2 separate regions of the Macaca mulatta genome follow, and region 2 is linked to region 1. The links are chromatin contacts, called in public Hi-C maps. All regions are on one chromosome and are shown on one strand. The core of a region is the stretch at or near the end of the contact, and the rest is flanking DNA. Distances in the headings are between cores, read along the strand shown. Region 1 overlaps NET1 (neuroepithelial cell transforming 1). Region 2 has its middle 40 kb from the start of ASB13.

What was found. Hi-C and Micro-C count contacts between places; a contact is called where the count stands out from the background.
Region 2: a Hi-C map of fibroblasts shows a contact between it and region 1, with 3 times the contacts expected there. The contact joins two enhancer-like sites. A contact is called at or near these places in 8 of 14 Hi-C or Micro-C datasets (CD4 T cells, blood, cortical neurons and 4 more).

What each region holds. Positions count from the first base shown.
Region 1 is chr9:7,014,071-7,017,112 of T2T-MMU8v2.0, forward strand. All of the region lies in intron 3 of NET1 (neuroepithelial cell transforming 1), which reads left to right. Among named protein-coding and RNA genes, the nearest start is that of NET1, 35 kb to the left of the region's middle. Within about 2 kb of position 1,596, at least 2 of the 40 cell types and tissues checked have an H3K27ac peak or open chromatin away from gene starts, as enhancers often do.
Region 2 is chr9:7,186,694-7,189,917 of T2T-MMU8v2.0, forward strand. No RefSeq gene overlaps it. Among named protein-coding and RNA genes, the nearest start is that of ASB13, 40 kb to the right of the region's middle. Within about 2 kb of position 1,463, at least 3 of the 40 cell types and tissues checked have an H3K27ac peak or open chromatin away from gene starts, as enhancers often do.

The DNA.
Region 1 (3,042 bases), core at 346-2,845:
CTTATAATAATGCATGTGACTGCCTAGCTAACCTAGATAGTCTAATTAAAAATTAACCTAAATTAACAACATAAACTTATGTTAGAGGGTGTTGGACTTTTTTTTCCCTCCAAGTGAACTTTAGCCCTGGTGAAAGGTTCCCTGCAACAGAAAAATCATTGAGCATGTAAAGCTTGTTGGCACTCTTTGTTTATTCCTATGAATTTTTGGATTTTTTTAAAATTTTATGTATTTATTTATTTATTTATTTTTGAGGAAAGTATGGTTCCAGTATCCATATCTGTTCTTTAAGCTTCTTGAATTTGCCGTAACATGTTTCCAGGACTCCAAGGTAAAAATAAACAATACTAGCAGCGGAACTATGGGTGCCTTCCATTTGGTGGTGGTGAGACAGTATGCGCCTATTCCACTCACCCTTCATCGCCTCCAGATGCTGCATCTGACCTATCTAAATACTGTATTAGGAATCTGTTTTGTGACTGCAAATATTTAGGTTTTAATAGTCATACCAAGATTATTAAGATAGTTCATGTGGACCTCTAAAGAAAACTACTTTTGGTTTCGGCTCACATGGGCCAGTTCCTAACCTGTATTCTGAGAGACACAGATTTTTGTCCCAATCTTGTAGGTGGCCTGTGAATGCCTAATCCATGTCACCTTTCTACGGAAGTTGCATGTATGAGTCTGTTTTCAAATTGTATATGTATCCTGAAATTAGTAGCAGCATTACACCTTTACATTTCATAGTCACACTTTTTGTTATTTTAGTCATTAAAATTGCTCATACTTTTAAAATATGTATACTAAAAGTTTGTTTTGTATTTGCCAAACATTCTTCACATATGTCCTTTGAGTGAGGCAGGAAAGTTACCACCATTCAGTCCCCAAAAGTATTTGCAAAGTGCCCTCCTCCTTTCTCTCCCTCTCCCATCCTGTATTTCCTGAGTAAGCATCATACTTCCCAAGACATCTTAGATTTGATAAACTCTGAAGAGTAGCATTTCCTTTGTGGAGAACTGAGATTATAGTTGGATTTTTAAAGGACTGTGGAACATATGTAACCACCAAGTACCACTTGGTATTTGGTGTATGCTGCCACCCTAAAGAGACCACATCAACAAAACCCATGTTCAGTTCAGAAGTATGCTTTAGATATATTTACATTCACTTATCTAAATCTAAATTCTGTAGTTTTAAAATATCACATAATTTTGAGTTACCAGGAAGTTAGTAGTTGTACAGTAACTGATCCTATAAAGATAAGAAATTTTTATCGTTAATTTGATTTTATGTGGTAAAATAGATATCAAAAATGTATTTCCTGCTAACTAAATTTTCCATTCATATTCATTGGGAAAAGCACCTTTGCAAAGACTTTTAAGTTGAAATTAAATATTTTCTGGGAAGTCAAATTTGTTATGCATGAAACAAGGAAGAGGAGTTAACCTCTGTTCCCAAAAAGCAGAACAGAACTTTCTGACAACTGCTTTGTTCCAGTGAAATGTCGGCATTTCTGACTCTGTGAGGTAATTCTATCTTCAGTCCAACAGGAGACTCTTTGTGCTGTCTTTACTAAATGGAAAGGAATGCCTGTGCTGGCCCCTGCACACGCGTGTGTCAGTCAGTCAGCACAGATGTACGTGGGGGAGGCATCCACACATGTCCTCAGAAGCACGGCGTGTGCCATCTTATTACATATCGCGAAGGTTTCTTTTGCAGTTCATTTATATTCAAAGTTTTACTTTGGAGTTGATTATTTGGTATGAGGGGTTGATCTACAACTCTGCCTCTTAAAGCCTTCAAATTTCTAAATTCTCTTTGATTACCAAGTTTCCTTGGTAGTTCACATTCCTTTCTGATACATTTAGGAGCTTTAATGAGTCTAATTCTTTCTTTGGATATTCAAATTTTTTACATTTCTTTCCAAATAATGTTAACTTTTCCTGTCAGTTTATTCTTAAATTATTAATTTTAAAAAAAAATTTTTTTTACCCAAACCAAAAATGGTCAATATAGTCTTCAGTTGTTTAAAGGCATTATTTTTACTCATTTTCTATACCCCTTCCTTTTTATATTACTTTAGTCATGTCAAAGAATTTTTAGAAAAAGTTGCTTCTTCTGTTATTTTTAAATGATGTCTTACTTTTCAGTGATAATTTTAATATAATTTAAAATTATATATCCTCCTGGATTCTCATCAAAATTATTTTGTCAAGTATGCCACAATTGTCAGAGGCACAAAATACAAATAGTTGTGCTCCATAGACATTATAAAGAATAGACCTGCTAGTTTTATGATCTGGCATTCTTCATTTCAGTAACCGTGTGAGTTACCTACTGGTATGCCTCCATTTTTCTAGCGATAAAATCAGAATAATGCAATTTTTATTAAGTTTCAAAATCTTTGAATAAGTGATGTGTTTGCTATATTATTATTTAAAAGCAATAACATGTAGAATCATAACTATTTCTTCTCAATTTGTGTATACCTTTCCTTTAAGTTAATAAATTACTGAGAGAGGATCTAATTATTTATGAATCCCAGTGTTTATGTAGTAAGTGGATCTAATTATTTACGAATCTCAGTGTTTATGTAGTAAATGGAAATATTCCTAAAATATGTTAGTAATGGCTCAAACTTAATATGTGCCGCACTGTTTCAAGCCCTTTTATTCATTTAATCTTCACAACAACTTCATAAGAGAAGTGCTGGTATTAGCCCCATTTTACAGATGAGAAAACTGATGCCGAGTATGCCCTAGCAAGTGGTAGAGCCGGGATTTGTGCCCAGTCAGATTTCAGAGCCTGGGTGCTCTTTTAACTCCTCCCTGCCTTGGCTTCACTCTTTTTCAGCCCATTCCGGTGTCAGACATGTTTATTGAAAGGTCATATTTTCTAACGAAAGTGGTTAAGTGGTTAAGAATGAAATGGTATAATGTCTGAGATTTGCTTTAAAATATTTAAGTAGGGACAAAAATGAAACAAATTGTTATACCAGACACTGTGGAGGGCGCTTGATAGACACATGGGATCCATTATGCC
Region 2 (3,224 bases), core at 213-2,712, 170 kb after region 1:
ACATTAGTGTGGATGTCTGGAGAAAGTGTGGAGACTACACTGGCATCTAAAAATTCCAGTTGCGCTGAACGTAGCGGCTCACGCCTATAATCGCAGCAATCTTGGGAGGCCAAGGTGAAAGGATTTCTTGAGCCCAGGAGATCAAGACCAGCCTGGAAACCATGGCGAGACCCCATCTCTACAAAACATTTTTAAAAATAGCCAGGCATGGTGGTGCACACCTGTGGTCCCAGCTATTCATGATGCTGAGGCAGGAGGATCACTTGGACTCAGGAGTTCAAGGCTGCTATGAACTGTGATTGCACCACTGAACTCCAGCCTGGGTGACAGAGTCAGACCCTATTTCAAATAAATAAATAAATAAATAAACAAATAAATAAAAATTCCAGTTGCTAAAGCCACAAATATCCAGAACCCACACACTGACCTGTGCCTTCCAGGACTGCGGTGGGGATGGGTACTGTCTTACCGGCTGCCACAACGGAGCCCCACAGTCTGGGAGGCTTAAACAGCAGACATTTATTTTCTCATGGTCCTGGAGGCTGTAAGTCCAAGAGATCAAAGTGCTGGTGTGATTGGGTTCTGGTGAGGGCTGTTGTCCTGGCGTGCAGACAGCCACCTTCTCACTGTGTCCTCCAGTAGCTTTTTCTGTCTGAGACAGAGATCAATCTCTGGTGCCTTTTTCCTTTTTAAGTAAGAACACCAGGTTTTTTGAAAAGAACGGTCCCACCTTTATGATTTCCTTTAACCGTATTCACCCCCTTAAAGGCCCTACCTCCAAATATAATCACATTGGAAGTTAGGGCTGCAAAATATGAATTTGGAGGAGGCATAATTAAGTCTGTAGCAGGCATTCCCAGCAATGCATCAAAAAAAAAAAAAAAAAAAAAGACACGGAAGGTTGGAAAGAGAATGCAGTGAGGAAAGGGTAGGAAAGGGAGGGGCTGTGGCCAGGACGGGTGTCAGAACCCAAAGAGATTTGAAAACCAGGGACCCAGGCCATCCTCTGGGCCACTCCTAAATCAAAGGAAGAGGCTGGACGGGTCCAGGGTCGTCTCCTACTTTTCTGTGTCAGATCTCCTTGATTCTACAGTAACTCCAGGCATCTTTCTTCCTGTCCTATGCAGTCCTCACCATAGACTCGTTCTGGAAAGCGGGGAGGAATGGCCGGGGAGGGAGCGAAAAGAGAAACTATTACGCTGTAGGTCCCGGAGAACACGGCTCTCCCTGGGTCTGGGAGCTTAGGGACTTTCTGCCGCACCCCACGCCTCACAAGATTGAAAGAGTTTCATCAGGGTCTGAGCTCTGGGATTTGGAAAGACTCATGGAAAACAGAGCAGAGCCTGAGCTTTGCAGAGAATCCCTGCCTTCTCATAAAATTCTCCTGGAGGAGGCAGCATCAGAATGGATGCTTGAGACACACTACAGAATCTGCTTTCCCAAATCCTCCAACACACTGGACAGATGCCTCCTGGTTCTCATCATACCCCATCAGTCATGCCCCAAAGCCGCCTGAGCCCTCACCTCCCGGACTCTCCGAAGGCTGCCAACAATTACTGCTGAGCCAGCAATGCATAATCGTCTCCTTCCTGCCTTCCCGCCTCTTTCTGTCTTTTGTTCCCTGCCTGGAAATCTATACAGCGTGAAAGGAGTTATTGAGGTGTGTGTGGTGTTTTTTTTAAACAAGAATCGGAAAATTTGAGTCATCTTTTTACAAAGTTAGACTATAAAGGTTGTAGTCCCCCCTAAGGATTTAATAATGAAGTGAAGAGACCAGAGGTGACCAGAAACAAGTATGAGAGGAAACGAGAAGCCGTTATTCATGGATTTCCTGCAGTGTGCTCAGCACAGCACTACTCTAGGAGTTGGAGGATTTTTTTTTTAAGGTGCTGGTGCTAGGGGCTGAGTGGTGCTACTTACTATCTATTCTTCTGTTTTTTCTCAATAAGAGAAACCTTATATTGCTTGGGATGGCACTGTGCCCAAAGTAAAACAAATAAACACACCAAAAAAAAAAAAAATACAAAAGGCTTGTTTGGCTGGCAGACACTCCTTTTGCCAAGCTCTTTCCATCTTCTTCCTGCCTGGAAGATAGGCATGATGACTGGAGCTGTAGCAGCCATCTTGGGACCATGAGGGTCCCGAGGTCAAAAGGTCAAAAAAATGCAAAAGCTTTGGCTGTGGTATAGATGAAGGTTGGCAAACTATGGCCCATGAGTCAAATTTGGCCCACTACTTGTTTTTGTAAATAAAGTTTTATTGGAACACAGTCATGCTCATTTATTTTTCTGGAGCTAATTTTGCCCTGTCCATGACAAAGGGGAGTGGTTGTAACTGAGACTACTTGACCCACAATGCTAAAAATATTGGCTATCAGAAAATAAAATTATAAACCTCTGCTCTAAACCACAGGCAGCAATTGCCTATCTCCAGACTTATTATGTTAAAAAAAAAAAAAAAAATTCCTCTTGTATTTGACATGAGGTTTCTTGTGTTTAACATGAGGTTTCTGTTACAGACTAATTGATATAACACTATTTACACTTGAGGCACTCAGAGTTTACACAGCTGTGGAAGCAGAACATGGCAACTTTTAGAAAATTAAAAAGACACATCCCAAATTCCCTCCACCAGAGTAAGAATCATGGCCAACCAGTCTGACGTAGCCCTACATAACCCCAAGCAGCAATATTCACGGCGTCCTCTAGGTGGAGTTCTGCAGTGCACAGCCTGGGCAGCTGGAGGCAGCAGCCCTGTAACTCTGGCTTCATTCTGCAGCCCACTAATTCAACCAGTATATGGGGATTGTCTCTGTGTCAGACACTGTGGAAGGTGAATAAAACATGGTCCCTGGTCCTTAGAAGCTTATAGTATAAAAGAAATATACCAAGTAGCCATATGGTATGGACTAAATTGTGTCCCTCACCCAAATTCATATGTTGAAGCCCTACCCCTCAATGTGACTGTATTTGGAGATGGGGCCTTTGAGGGTGTAATTAAGGTTACATGAGGTCATAAGAGTGAGGCCCTAAACCAAATAGGTCTGGTTCCTTATAAGAAAAGGAAGAGACACCAAGGATGTGCACACACGGAGGAGAGACCACGTGAAGACACCATGCGAAGGAAGGTGGTTTGCACATCAAGGAAAGAGGCCTCAGGGGAAACCAAATTGCTGACAGTTTGATCTTGGAGTTCCAGTCTCTAGAGCTTGGGGATAATTTATT